Regions from separate parts of the Mus musculus genome. Here all the other regions are linked to region 3. Evidence: chromatin contacts called from public HiChIP or PLAC-seq and promoter capture Hi-C data. All regions are on one chromosome and are shown on one strand. The core of a region is the stretch at or near the end of the contact, and the rest is flanking DNA. Distances in the headings are between cores, read along the strand shown. Region 1 overlaps Fto (fat mass and obesity associated). Region 2 overlaps Fto (fat mass and obesity associated). Region 3 holds the start of Irx5 (Iroquois homeobox 5). Region 4 overlaps Fto (fat mass and obesity associated). Region 5 holds the start of Slc6a2 (solute carrier family 6 (neurotransmitter transporter, noradrenalin), member 2).

Region 1 (2,700 bases), core at 86-2,585, 790 kb after region 3:
TTAAGAGGCATATACAGCGCAAGTGGGCAACTCTTAAAGTGTTAACCCAGTTCCAGACAGTCCAAATGTGTCGAGTTAGCAAACAAGATAAATGACTGTCTGACATGATGTTTTATAAATCCTATTAACAGGCTGTAAAGGAGGTGATAGTTCCCTAAACAGGAAAATTAATTTTCTCAGTCCAATCCCCACTGTACATACAAGAATGCGGAGTATCTGAGGGGCTCATTGTTCATGCTGATTTCAGCTTGTGTATTAATGGAACTCTCTGGCAATCACGCTTCATACTCTTCAAAGTACCTGGACGCTCGTTAGTCCCCTGGGTGTGTTTTGCTTTTATTTTGTTGGAATAACAGAGACAGGCACAGCACAGCGGCTCACTGCAGTTGGTTTAAAGCTGAGCTAGAACCTTGGCTGTTCCTTGAGACTTTTACACTGCGTGCGGACCTAGAGAGCCAGTTTGTTACATGGAGATGGGCATTTATTCCCACGCTCTCTGCCCGTGGCCTGGGAGGGTGCTAACACTGTTTATAACCCTGTATCTGATTAAACTGGAGTGAAGTTTGCTTATTACTTGATATTTTCACTCTTCAAATCACAGAAGCTAATGACTCTCAACCTTATGGAAATAAGCAGCCCTTCTGTGAATGGCGTGTGCTCCCTTTATTTTAAGACCAAGACACATTCTAATGATTGGCACAATTCTGGTTTTGCCTTTTCTTGCCAGAAAGAAAATATGGCTTTAATAGAAGTGTACATCTGTGTGGTATTACATGCATGTAAAACAGATGTAACCTAATTACGTTTTCATTTAAATTGCTAAATAGCTACTTAAGTAAAAAGCTAAAATAACATACAAACAACAGTTACTATAATGACAAGTGTACTTAGAATTACATGAAAAGGATCAAAGCTACAGGAGACAGAATTTGAGTTGGTCTTTCAGAAAAGACAGAGTGACACACCAATGCAGTCTTCAGCTTACTCAGTAATCTATGGTCTCCCCAGCTAGACCTCACTGCAGAGTTTGCCGCAGCCTAGACACAGGGAAGAAAACCTACAGCATTTACAGAAGGCTGTGTGGTTCAGGACGATTAGACACACTCTACCAGAGATTACATAGCAAACCCTAAATTGGAAATTAGAATTCCAAGGCAATACAATCAGCCTGATTAGAGTTCTAAGCAGATCCTGTGAGGCTGGGATCAGAAAGCAGCTCCCAACTTCGAGATCAGAGTCTCCTTTTTGTATTTCTAGGACACAACACAGTGTTGCTGATTGCATATTCATGACAGGGCCCTTCCTGCGCCACACAAAGGCTCCTCAGATATCCAGGGCATTTGGGATGATCCTCAGCCCTGGTGCCCACTGAGCGCAAGGTTAGCTCTCACAAAGGAGCAGGGGACAACATATCACCAACAGTGATATGAGCTCAACAGTGAGCTCTAGACAACTCTTCAACCTGACCCTGCTGGGGGGTGGGGGTGGTAGAGGATGGATGCCTGGCCCGAGCCTTGCCTTTTCTATTTCAACCACATTTTTAACTAAAGCGAATTTCCGGTATTTGGTGACAGTGGTTTTGTTTTAAGTGGACTAAGAGTGCTGGAGTATCAGCGCCCCGTGAGCTTATCTCGGGATCAGAACTGTCTGTCAGCCAACGCACAGGACTTGGAACAGGAGTGCAAGCTGCAGACGCTCCCACTCAGCTTTCTCTTCTAAACCAGACGGGCCAGTTTTACTCAAGTTTAGTCAGGACTGCAAACATAAAATAAAGTAAAATAAAACAAAATAAAGGCTCTAAATCTGGCTTTGTTTGTTTGCCTGTTTTGTGGGTCTGAAATGTTTAAGACTTTTCAAAACTAAAGGGACCATCCCTGCTGAACCTGAACCAAGAAGTTTCCTACATGGACAGATTCTAAATTTAGCATCCTATTTAAGGTCTTACACACACACACACACACACACACACCCCTTCCCAACTATAAACACAGACTGTGGACGGAGCTCAGAGGCAGAGAGCTTGCCTGCATGTGTGAGGCCCCAAGCTCTATCACACGCACAGCAAAAACAAAATAAAAATAAGATAAAAAATATATAGGTAGCCTCATTTTATCCATCAGATGCCCTTTCTCTAGGAGGGAAAAGATGACAAGTCTGACAGTCATGAGGTTGGGAGCTGGAAAAGGAAGTGTCAACCTTGCGTGGCTGGCTTGTGCATCTCAGACAGTATCTTAACTTAATGGTGGATAGTAGGGCTGCAAAGACGGGCACGTGGCCACCCATCACCTTTCTTTGGTGAATGTGGTACTTTAGACCCAAGTGGGCCCCGTGCACTCAAAGGTTAGGGTGGGATTTACTTAGTTTTCTTCTTCACATTTGGTCATCCTACCCCTGTGGTGAAACACACTACCAGTTCCCAACTCTGGATCCACAAGAGAAATGAGCTGTATCTGTGAAGAGGACAGGAAACACAATTCAAGAACCTTCCGTTGTCTAGCCGAGTCTTTCATCCAGGGTTTTGGCTTGGTCTCTTGTCCTCTGCTGTTCACTCTGTGTAAAGAATGTCCATAAAGTTTCACAACGACTGAGAACATGGTTGTGAGGGACAAGCGGAGTCTTGCCGCTGTGATTTTGTAACCAATTATTTCATTTGTATTTTATAAATGGATCATAAATGTCATTCACTAATTGCCACCCTTC
Region 2 (2,700 bases), core at 40-2,539, 930 kb after region 3:
GAATGGAGTTCTCCAAAAGGAAGCAAACAAGCAACAGAGAATTATCATTTGATCCAATTCCACCTCTGTGTACACAATAGACACCGAAGAGTAAAAGCACAAACTTAAAACCGTCAGAGTAATATTCATAAAACAAAGATGGAAATGACCTGAATAGTTATCAGTAAGGGACTGAATACGCTGAATGTGACCTAGTATGGTTTCTGTTGTGTGACACACCGTGACCAGAAGCAGCTTAGAGGGGAAGGATTTATTTCAGCTTACACTTCCAGGTCAAAGTTCACCATGGAGGAAGTCAGAGCAGGAATTCAAGTAGGAACTAAAGCAGAAAGTGTGGAGAAATGCTGCTTGCTGCCTGGCTCACGGATTTAAGCTTAGTTAAGCTTTCTTATACAGCACAGGACCATCTGTGGATAGGACGGTGGATAGGATAGGGACTCCCCCACATTCATTATCCATCAACCAAAGTCCCCACACCCACGCCCACGCCCACGCCCACAGGCCAGCATGATCTAAGCAGACTCTCAATGGAGGGCTCCCCTTCCCAGGCAACTCTAGGTTGTGTCAAGGTGACAATAAAAACTAACCAGGGTCCTGAGCATGGTGGCACACCCTTTATCTTAGCACTCTGCAGAAGCAGGAAGGTGTCTATACGAGGCTAGCCTGACCTGGACAGTACGCTGCAGGCCAGCTAAGGGTCTATGATAAGGAACTGTCTCAAAACAAAACAAAACAAGAGCCAAAAATGAACCAGGATAGTCCTATACATTATATGTACATATATAGTGTACCTATATAGTATATGCAACACACACACATACAAGTGAATAGTATGCAGACATAAAAAGGAATGGAATTCTGAAAAACTCTGACACACATAGGAAGTATGTTCAATAAAATAAACGAAAAGGACAAATCTATGATTTTACTTAAACAAGCTACCTAGAGCAGTTAGATGTGAGAATGCAGTGTGTCATAGACAAAAGGCAGGAAAGAGACCAGAGTCTGCCCTTAACACATGAGGCTGGGTATTAGCACACACAGCCAGGGGAAACTTGTCTCCAAAGAGAATGGAACGGAGGAGCCTGCAAGGGGGAGAAAATCAAGCTGGAACATTTTGTAGAGGCGAATGAGGGGCTTAAGAATGAGAAACGAATGCAGCCATGGGGGGACAATGTGCAGGTCTGTGGTCTCTCCTTCCCGGAATTGTTTGCTAAGGCAAGACAATCTCAGCAAACATTCCTTTGTGGCTGACTGATAACAGCTGAACAAGGCCAGCTGTAACCTCATAGGAATTTTGTTTTTACAACTGAGGCACTCTACCAAAATTGATACAGACAGACAGTAGAACAGTGGTTACTGGGGGCTGAAGGAAGAGAGACTCTTGAGTTAGGATGGAGTAATGAAAGAATTCTGTAGATGAACAGCGGCAACTTCAATGCAGTGACTGAGTGGTGTATGGTTTAAATAATTATGTAGCAACCTGCATGCATAATAATTATACCATAACAGAGAAGAAAGTACAACAGGACTGAACTACTGATACTCAAAAAATATGGATAAGCCTTAAAATAATTATGCCAAGTGACTTTCAGGCCAAAAACATTTTAAAAGACTATATACATCATTTCACTTGTGTAAACTTTAGGAAATGACAACTAATAACAGAAAGCAGGACTTTCAAAGACCTACCTGTGGAATAAATAATGCACAGAGAATTCTACAGTTTAAAGCTTGGGCCTTTTGCTGGAGCAGTTCCCCATCTACTGCCTGACTTAACTGGACCGTTCTAGCACTGTGACCTGCCACAAGGCTAGCTCTTCACCTTCCTGCACCGCTCTAATCCCAGTCTACTCCCTTCCAAGTCTCTGGATTCTCTCGGCTCTCATCTCCCAGCTTCACTCTTTCTCTCTGGAAGTCCCGCCTTCATACTTCCTGGCCCAGCTATTGGCCTTCAGCTCTTTATTACAACCAATCAGCAGTGAGACAACACCTGCTCCATCTCTTAGATTGCCTTAGGCACAGAGGACTGTCTGACCTTCACGTATCTGAACAGGTGTGGAAAGACAAGTATTTACAAATATAAAGTTGCTGGTGGACCACAGAAGTGACAATATGGAAATCCTGCCACCATTAAGCTCTCTGCCGGTATGGAATTCACAATTGAAAATACAGGGACGTGGCACAGGCGCCGGCGGGAGCCTTCTTGGCTCCGAGACTCCGCGGAGGGCAGGCTGCACGGGTGACCGTGTGGAATACAGAGTGCCAGCCGTTTCTGGGACGGGCGAGAGTCGCAGAGCTTCTGGGCGGCGCCATCTTCAGCTCCAGATAGCCGGCCACCTTCCTGGTGAGAGCACGGGGGTCTGCCTGGCCTGAGAGGTTTGTGGCACAGGCGCCGGCGGGAGCCTTCTTGGCTCCGGGACTCCGCGGAGGGCAGGCTGCACGGGTGACCGTGTGGAATACAGAGTGCCAGCCGTTTCTGGGACGGGCGAGAGTCGCGGAGATTCTGGGGCGGCGCCATCTTCAGCTCCAGACAACCAGCCACCTTCCCGGCAAGAGCCACAGAGCTTCTGGGCGGCGCCATCTTCAGCTCCAGACAGCCGGCAACCTTCCTGGTGAGAGCACGGGGGTCTGCCCGGCCTGAGAGGTTTGTGGCACAGGCGCCGACGGGAGCCTTCTTGGCTCCGGGACTCCGTGGAG
Region 3 (2,700 bases), core at 81-2,580:
AAGGGAAGGAAAGGCTCTTTCTTTAATCTTCAAAGAAATGCGATAGACAAGCTGAGCCTTAGCTTGCACACCGACGGTCTAAAAATGCTATCCCTAACCGAAGCCGTTGCGCTTTTCCAGAAATCACACCCCGCCGTAAAAACCCGGATACACCGCATCTCGCTGGCCGTTTCAGAAATTTAATACTTCCAAATCGGATTGCGAAGATAGGATTACGGATTTGCAACATTTTGGGGATTAATTAAAGGCGAGGCCAAACACATTTACATAGATTTAGCACACTACTACTGTTTGGAATTCCGGTCGGCTTCTTTTGAACTACTTTTTCCAACATGGCAAAACCAAAAGAAAGAGGAGGAAGAAGAAGAAGAAATTTGCGGGTTGTCCCAGAGCTTTGAGCCAAATGCCGTTCTTTATAGTAAAGACCAATCAATCCCCCCCCCTCCCCGCGCCCCAAAGCCTTCCCTTCAGCTCGGCGATCCCAGCAAGACGCGGCTTTCGCCAGAGCCACTCCGGAGCCCGCGGCTCGAGTGAAGCTGAATTAGACAATTGCTCAAGTTTGCAAGGGCCGCGAAGCTTGGCGGGTGAGGTGGCGCCTAGGCCCGTGTCCACCGCAACCGGGCTCTGCAGGCCTGGCCCCGGCTGCCCGCTCGCTCGCCCGCCCGCCCGCCCGCCTCGGACCCAGCTCACACTCACCACGTAAGAGAAGGCAGCGGCGGCCGCAGCCGCGGGGTCGGCGCCGTACTGGAGGTGCGAGTTGTAGCCGGGCGAGGGAGCCGTGAAGGCAGTGGAGCCAGCGTAGGGCGAGAACGCGGAGCCCGAAGAAGAGCGGCCGAGCTCATCCGTGCGGGGCCCCGAAATGACGCTGGTGCTGTATGCGGGGCACGAGTAGAGCGCCAGCGAGGCGGACGGCTGGTACAAGTAGCCCTGCGGGTAGGACATGGCCACACACGGGCATGGGGCGCGCCGCGCCGCGGCGGCCAACGAGCCGGGCGGCGCCCTGCGAGGGCGAGCGAGAGGGCACCTGGCTTCTGGCTGCCCCGGGCCGCAGCTCTTCGAGCCCCGGCTCCCGGGCTCCGGCCCGCGGCGCCTCCTGGTTGGCTTCCCGCGCGCCTCTGGCTGCGACCGCCGCGCCCGCTCCTCTGCGCGCCCCGCTTGCCCGGGCTAGGCTTTCTCTCCCCCCACCCCCCTCCCTCGCTCTTTGCACCGGGGGGCTCTGCTTTTGGCTTTGCAAAGGTCCTGCCAAGATGCTAAGTTGGAAATTGAGGATTCTGACGCCTTGTGTGCGCGCGAAGCTCCTCCTTCCCGGGGTGTAGTCGGTGGGGGGACTGGCAGGAGCCTCTGGCCGGCGGCAGCCAACCCGGCCGCCAGGCGCGTCTCGCCCTCTCCCTGTTCCTCCCCGGCTCCTCTCCCGCTCACTGGCGCTCCCCTCGCCCCTCCCTAGCGCCCGCCTCTCCTCCGCCACCCCCCTCTCCTCCTCTGCCCGGCCTCCCCCTCCTCCCTCCCGACTCTTCCTCTCCTTCTCTCTTTCTCAGACTCTCGAGCGCCGGCCCCAGGATGACAATCACATCCCAAGCGCGCCGATCGCTTCCAACTTTGCTCTCCTTTTGCTAACTCTGGGCGGAGCGGCAATCTCGACGTACAACTGGCCTTAGTCTTGGCTCGGGCCGTTCGGGAACACAAAGGGAAAGATGCAGCGGGCTGCGCTCGGGAGAACGCTCTGCGCCCTCCTCGCCAGTGCGAATAGCGAAGTTGGCGGACGTCTTGTTCTCCCGAGAGCTGGGCTGGGAGGTGGTTTTTCTCCCTCCACGCTCCACAGTGGCTTCTCCCTCCTGCCGGAGGTCTCTAGGTTGAGCTGGAGACCTGGAATTCAGATCCCAGGGAGAGTCGATGGATGCCGGCGCTCAGGGCACAGCGAGGCCGAGATGACCGCCTTTCTGCGCCAGCAACTGCAGCAGGTGGGCAAGAGCCAGGCCTAAGTAGAAGGGGCCCCGCTAGCCCTTCCTTCCACCCATCCCTGGCAGACGACGAGAAGAGGCTAGAGAGGAGACTCTGGGGTCTCTGGCTGGGGGTGTGACTTTTCTCTGGAACGAGGAAGGCAGTGGGCAAGAAGTGCCCGACGGAGAAGCTGTTCTACCCGAGTCGGTCCCCCAGACGCCCCCGGCCCCTTGCCATCCCAAGTAGCGATGCCTGCTTCTCATGTCTAGCCACGAGCAGCTTGCCCCGTCAGGTCTGTGGAGCCGGAGGGTGTGGGGTCTCGCCCCTTTTGTTCCACTAAGTCGCCTTCCACCCTCGCTCGCCCCCGCCCCAGTTCCACTGCAAACACTGGGCAGTGAACAGTGTCCAACCCAACCGCTGTTTGTTCAGCGAGGCGCTGGCCCGGCAAACACACACCACAGAGTCCCAGGCAGAGTTCTCGGAACACCCCCTCCCCAAACCCCCCACGGCCACACAGTGAGAAGGCAAAACAGACCCTAGTCCCTGGTCTCCACCTCCCGCCGCCGCAAATTACAAACGCACTGAAGCTTTGGGACAGACAGGGGCGCTGGTAAACCAGGACCGCCGGCGGCAGAGTGCACACACCACACATCAAGCATTTTGTGGCCTTTCACAACCCAGCCACGCGCAGGCTGGAGCGTAACAATACACAAAGTTTCCTGTAATGATTCTCACTAGCCAGCAAGCAGTTTGCTCGGTTGG
Region 4 (2,700 bases), core at 196-2,695, 760 kb after region 3:
ATGGTATCTTTGAGTTCCTACTATTAGATGAGTCTAAAACTCATCCTTTTCTTTTCAAAGGAACCTGGGAATGAAGGCCTTTGATAACCATGCACGGTCATGTGCTGTCTCACTCCGAAGGCCTCTGGGGCTGTTCCTATGCCTCTGGTAGCATCTTACTTTCATGTGCCTTTTTTTGTTTGTTTTATTTTCCTAGGCTGATGGCAAACTCTTCAGGGACAAGGCTTATGTCTTAGTTTGTCTGTATTCTTGATGTTAGAAAGCAACTGTACAGAGCTAGGTGCTTGGTCAATATCAATTGCTGTAGTGCTAACAGCAAAGCCGTGGTCCTCAACCTGTGGGTCCTGACCCTTGGGGGCAGGGGTGGGGGGAGTCAAACTCCTCTTATCACAGGGGTCGCATATCAGATATCCTGCATGTCAGATAGTTACATTAGGATTCATAACAGTAGCAAAATTACAGTTATGAAGTAGCAACAGAATAATTTTATGGTTGGAACTATATAAAAGGGCTCCAGCATTAGGAAGCTAGAGAATCCTTATGATAAAGGATGATGTAAGGGGGGAAAAATAAGTAAACAATGGAGACTGAGCTCCACTAGACAGCCAATTGTTAGTGCTGGGCAGTAAAATGGAATCATTTATTCTTTTATTCTCGAAGCTGATGAGAAGTCTTGATGATGAAAACGGCATGCGATTGATCAGGTCTTAGTGCTTCTGGCAAGTCCTTATCTGGTAAGTCCTTATAGAATGCAAGATTCTCTAAGAATCTCATGTGCTGACAGAGAGAATTCTAGAATGATACCACTCATTTTCCCACCTTGAGCCAGGTGGTCCTACTCTGCCACATTAGCAGGGAAATAAAATGGGAGGAAGCCGACACGGAAAGAGTGTGAGGGAAGTGGAACCTAAAAACAGGGCTTTTCCATCTTGGGAAGCAGGGGAGCGCTGGGAGAGTAACACACGCTCTCCACACTGCACTTCACTGATGGCTTTGAACACTCTTGCCTTTCCCATTCTGCCACTGGCAGCCAGAAACAGGTCACTGGAGGCAGCCTGGGGCACACAGAAGTCGATGGGATGACAGGTGAACCCAAGTTTCAATCAGGTTCCCTCTCTTCCCAGATGGAGAACAGAAGGGCGTGGCAGAGAAGAATGACCAAGAGAGCCACAAGTGTGACAGTCATGCATAAATAAGCACAAATCTAACAGGACAAAAGAACATACCAAAATGATGGGGGTGGGGGTGGGGCAGGCAGAGAAAGTGTGAACTTTTCCTGTAAACAGCTGGCCTTACCTCTCAAGTCTCCACTACATAAAACAGGGAACAGGAAAGACGACTTTGGCCAAAGAAATGCTAAAGGCAGAACAAAGACTGGACACTTCCTCCGTGAATTGCTCTTTGTTTAGGTGCGACTGCCTATTCAGCACAGAAGTTAATTAACAGACGGGCACTGCTGCCGGACACTGCCTGTGTAATTACACCGGGAGTCTAATTAGGTCGGTCTCCACTCACCCTGGCCTAAATCATCCAGGCCACAACGAGTGTGGCTTGGGCTCACGTCGTCAGGCCAGGGAAGCGAATGTGTGTGTGCATGTGCGTGTGTGTGTGTGTGAAGTTGAGAAGTCACTTCTAGCGTACGAGACCCACTAACAGTCTCAACAGGTTTCCTCCACATGAATTTCACACAGAACGTGACATCTTGGGAGGGAGGCGGCTCTTCCTGGACTCTTCTGGACTGTTCCCTGGTGGTCCAGATTCCACAACTGCATGCCAGATGGACTCTTCACAGGCAGCACCTTGCTCATTAGTTTATTTGGCTATCTGATTTAAATAGGCCATAGGGTGTTGACGTTGGTAACTGAGCTGCGCTTTGGCGGAAACTGAGCTTGCTCTCTTGGGCTAGAAGATGGGTCGGGGAGGAAAACACTTGCTGCCGCGTCTAACACCGTGAGTTTGATTCCCTGGCCTCACGTGATAGAGGGAGAGAACCTAGTCTTGCAAGTTGTCCTCCGACTCTACGTGGTACACCTGTGTCTCCAACCCCCACATAAGTCAGTAAATAAAAGTAATATAAATTTAAAAATATTTTCTTGAACTCTTTTAGAACGTTCAAGCTTTCTAAAATGAAGTATCTTATACTGGTAACAGAGCAGGCACAAGATTGAAGACTGGTAACAGACCCATAAAATCACCATTGTCAGTATGTAAGTAAAATATCACCACCCTCACTGTCATCACCATCATCACTACCACCACCAACCATCAGCATCCGTGCTGGGGATTGAACCCAGGGCCTTGCACCTTCTGGGTAAGTGTTTTTCTCACTGAGCTACATTCCCAGTTCAAAACTTACTGCTTTAGGATTTTACATTAGAACTTTAAACACTAATATACGGCAAAAATTAGTGTACAGCTGAAGCCTTGGTTACTCAGTCAGACTGAACAAATGTAACATATGATGCTATAAACGACAAGGAGAAGGCCAGACTCAGTAAAATGGGGTTTTAGTGGCTCATGAAAAAGCTGTAGTCAGTAATATGTAACAATAAACTGCAGTGGTGGCGCACACCTTTAATCCCAGCACTCGGGAGGCAGAGGCAGGCGGATTTCTGAGTTGGAGGCCAGCCTGGTCTACAGAGTGAGTTCCAGGACAGCCAGGGCTACACAGAGAAACCCTGTCTCGAAAAAACAATAAAC
Region 5 (2,700 bases), core at 61-2,560, 600 kb before region 3:
GCAGGCCAATACCTTCCTCTAGAAGCTTACACCCCTAGGCTCTGTGCAGGGCACTCTTGAACTTGTATCTGAGTAAAGATGGTGGGGCTGGGGTGCTTTGGCCATGCTAGGCTCCAAGCCCTTCAGAAAGGAGTTTGAGGTTTCTTCCATTGTGCTGGATGTGACCTCTGGGATCCCATTCCAGGGCAGATGGGTAAAATGACAGCTCATCAGGAAGAGGACAAAAGAGCTGTCTGCTGGGTGTCTTTTCTAGGTTCGCATGCGCTGGGCTTCACAACTTGACCAGAGCTTGCAAAGCGGAACAGGACACTCCAGTCTCCCAGGACTCCTGCCTCAAGGCCCAGCTCAGCTCGACATCTAGTGTCCTGATCTCGCAAAGGCTGTGTACACTTACTCCTGTAGCCCACTGGTGATCCAAGGGCTCTCGTTTTATCTAGCCTAGTGTCTGAGTTCCAAGGCTGAGTGCTAGAGTTACCATCATCCTGTGTCCGGCCGGACTATCCCAAACTCTTCTGGAACCCTTTAAAGAACTTACTGATCTCTACTCCCCTTTTCTGTACCGCAGCATTGACTCTGAATTCCTCACCCAACCGGATGCCCTCTATTCTGTCCTTGAGCCCCTGTGCCTACTACTGTTCAAGGTCCTGCCTCTATTTCCCTAACGGAGAACACTCCAATCCTATTTCTAGGTACTCTTAAGAGTTCTTTCCTGCACACTAAATTCGTTCCTGCGTCTCCTCTTCTCCTCCATGTGCATCCCTGCTCCCTCCCCAGCCAACGCCACAAGAACAGGCAGCATCCCAAGTCCAAAAGCCTCAGCCAACCCTGTGCTCACCACCACCATTCTTGTAGCAGAGATAAGGGAACCGCCACACGTTGGCCAGGTCCACAGCGAAGCCCACCACGGACAGCAGGAAATCAATCTTCTTGCCCCAAGTCTCCCGGGGCTGAGCGTCGCTGTCCTGGGACGCCAAGAGGCACTGGACTCCGTTGCGTTCCTTCACCACTAGTAGATCGGCGGTTTTGCAGGGCCTCAGGGGCTGCTCAGGCAGCGGGTCCGCCCCGCCGAGCTCCGGCTGCACCTGCGGATTCATTCGCGCCAGAAGCATGGGTGCGGCTGGAGAGAGGGACTTCGGAGGTTCTGGGGACACACCAAAGTTCTGCTTGTATGAAAGGAGAAAAAGCAGTCAACAAGGCTTGCCGCCCGTTTGCACAAACTGAGACCACCCAGGGGAGCCCAGACGTCAGGATCTTAGGGCTGAGCGGACTCCCAGCTTCCAAGAAAAGGAGCGCCTGAGTTGGGAATTTTTGGAGACTGAGTTGTGACGCGCGTCCGACTGGGACAGAATTTATAGGTGGGGACCTCCTCGGGCCGCCCTGTGGGTCGGGCTAAAGAGCCCACCGAGGTCTACCTGGATCATTCACTTTCTCCCCTCCCCTAAATGCCAAGTTTCCTGCGGGCCCTGAGGGACCAGAGTTGACTCAAGGGCCCTCCCAGCTCCGGGGGGCGCCCTCCGACAGCACTAGGAACCTTCAGGGACACTCTAGAGGGTGCAGCCACTCACGATGTGCCTCGGAGCCGGTCCGCACACTTACCGGTCCCGCGCGCAGAGCGCACTCACGTGGCGGACAGCACGGGGATCCCGGGCTCCAGCCCCGGCTGGGCTCCGCCGCGTGGCACTCAGGCGGGGCCCTGGGAGCGCTGCGGGCACGGGGTGGCCGGCAGGACGCGGGCTGGATGGCTCTGGCCGCGCCAGGAGGAGGCCGACCTGGTAATGTAGCCTGTGCCCCAGGTAACGCGCCTATTGCATTAGCCCCGCGCCCAGCCCGCTCGGTCTGGAGCCTGTTAGCGCTAATGCAGACTGACAGCGTGGCCGGGACTGGCAGAGGCGGGGGCGCAGCTCCCATGGGCTCCGGGGTGGCGGGAGCCGGACTCCCAGGGACTCGCGGGGACCTGGCTTAGCACCATCTCTGACTTTTTTTTTTTTTCTTTTTTGGCAAAAGTAGCGCAGGCAGCTCCCCCAAACACCTGGCTCTGACCTCTGGACAGATGAAGAGAGGGACAGATTCCCAGAATTCGGGTTAAGTCTGTCAAAGGGGGGTTGTAAGGATAGGGGAAGTACCCACCACCCCAGTGACACCAGCGTTGTCATACACCCAGACCACTTAACCTACTTGGTGAGAGTTTTCTCCACCAGCAACAGGGAAACTTGGTGCTTCAGATAAGGATTGTGACTGGTGGCCTGCAGGCTGGGCCTTTGGGGCAGTGTTGTTTGGCGGACTCTGCTGATGGAAAGGTCATAGCCCGAGATTTTATTCCTGGCTCTATTTGCGGCCAGACTGTGACCCTGTTCTTGGAGTCTGTGACCCTGATCTATAAGGCTGAGAACTGATAAATAATCATTCTCAAAAATACCTCCCTAACGCCAAATCACGCCTTTACAGCTTCCCACAAGTGGACAACATCTTCAAAGAGCCCGTTGTTTGGTTCCGGAAACAGGAGCAAGACAGGAAACACATAAATAAATACTTATTCTGGGCGAGAAGATTGGTGCGGTATGGGCCGAAGGCAGGTAAAGCAAAGTAAGGAAATGGATGGGAAAAGCAGGGCTGCAGATTTTTAACAGTACGTTCTATAGTGTTTAAGCGTGGACTTGAGAGTTCTTCTTGTGTCTGAATCCACCCCGCAAGGAGAGCCAT

The links. Promoter capture Hi-C pulls out the DNA fragments that hold promoters and counts their contacts. HiChIP or PLAC-seq counts read pairs in DNA pulled down with a chosen protein or histone mark.
Region 1: a contact with region 3 is called in an H3K27ac HiChIP or PLAC-seq map of oligodendrocyte precursor cells, with 10 times the contacts expected there. The contact joins the enhancer-like site here to the promoter of Irx5 in region 3. A contact is called at or near these places in 8 of 39 promoter capture datasets (3T3-L1-derived adipocytes, HPC-7-derived erythroid cells, the SN4741 cell line and 5 more), 2 of 484 Hi-C or Micro-C datasets (cardiomyocytes and nephron progenitors), 20 of 115 datasets of contacts at active chromatin or transcription factors (the 230-238 cell line, the NIH/3T3 cell line, astrocytes and 15 more) and 1 of 9 other capture datasets (embryonic stem cells).
Region 2: a contact with region 3 is called in an H3K27ac HiChIP or PLAC-seq map of extraembryonic endoderm stem cells, with 8 times the contacts expected there. The contact joins the enhancer-like site here to the promoter of Irx5 in region 3. A contact is called at or near these places in 1 of 39 promoter capture datasets (the SN4741 cell line), 11 of 115 datasets of contacts at active chromatin or transcription factors (the 230-238 cell line, craniofacial prominence, embryonic hindbrain and 6 more) and 1 of 9 other capture datasets (embryonic stem cells).
Region 4: a contact with region 3 is called in a promoter capture Hi-C map of embryonic stem cells, with 4 times the contacts expected there. The contact joins the enhancer-like site here to the promoter of Irx5 in region 3. A contact is called at or near these places in 17 of 39 promoter capture datasets (the 3T3-L1 cell line, 3T3-L1-derived adipocytes, the HPC-7 cell line and 11 more), 14 of 115 datasets of contacts at active chromatin or transcription factors (the NIH/3T3 cell line, astrocytes, craniofacial prominence and 8 more) and 1 of 9 other capture datasets (embryonic stem cells).
Region 5: a contact with region 3 is called in a promoter capture Hi-C map of embryonic stem cells, with 2.6 times the contacts expected there. The contact joins the promoter of Slc6a2 here to the promoter of Irx5 in region 3. A contact is called at or near these places in 2 of 39 promoter capture datasets (the C10 cell line and embryonic stem cells), 2 of 484 Hi-C or Micro-C datasets (both in embryonic stem cells) and 1 of 115 datasets of contacts at active chromatin or transcription factors (embryonic stem cells).

The regions. Positions count from the first base shown.
Region 1 is chr8:91,565,011-91,567,710 of GRCm38.p6, reverse strand. The region is part of intron 8 of Fto (fat mass and obesity associated); the gene reads right to left. Among named protein-coding and RNA genes, the nearest start is that of 4831440D22Rik, 99 kb to the right of the region's middle. Within about 2 kb of position 1,335, at least 49 of the 459 cell types and tissues checked have an H3K27ac peak or open chromatin away from gene starts, as enhancers often do. A contact at or near this core is called in forebrain, neural progenitor cells, oligodendrocyte precursor cells and 1 more, where this site is marked.
Region 2 is chr8:91,423,215-91,425,914 of GRCm38.p6, reverse strand. All of the region lies in intron 3 of Fto (fat mass and obesity associated), which reads right to left. Among named protein-coding and RNA genes, the nearest start is that of 4831440D22Rik, 43 kb to the left of the region's middle. Within about 2 kb of position 1,289, at least 29 of the 459 cell types and tissues checked have an H3K27ac peak or open chromatin away from gene starts, as enhancers often do. A contact at or near this core is called in extraembryonic endoderm stem cells, where this site is marked.
Region 3 is chr8:92,356,426-92,359,125 of GRCm38.p6, reverse strand. It overlaps Irx5 (Iroquois homeobox 5), which reads right to left and starts at 1,330. Exons shown (of 3, transcript NM_018826.2): 1 at 697-1,330. The coding sequence starts at 942.
Region 4 is chr8:91,598,331-91,601,030 of GRCm38.p6, reverse strand. The region is part of intron 8 of Fto (fat mass and obesity associated); the gene reads right to left. Among named protein-coding and RNA genes, the nearest start is that of Gm36325, 120 kb to the left of the region's middle. Within about 2 kb of position 1,445, at least 8 of the 459 cell types and tissues checked have an H3K27ac peak or open chromatin away from gene starts, as enhancers often do. A contact at or near this core is called in embryonic stem cells and trophoblast stem cells, where this site is marked.
Region 5 is chr8:92,959,657-92,962,356 of GRCm38.p6, reverse strand. Slc6a2 (solute carrier family 6 (neurotransmitter transporter, noradrenalin), member 2) reads right to left here and starts at 1,310. Exons shown (of 14, transcript NM_009209.3): 1 at 836-1,310. The coding sequence starts at 1,109.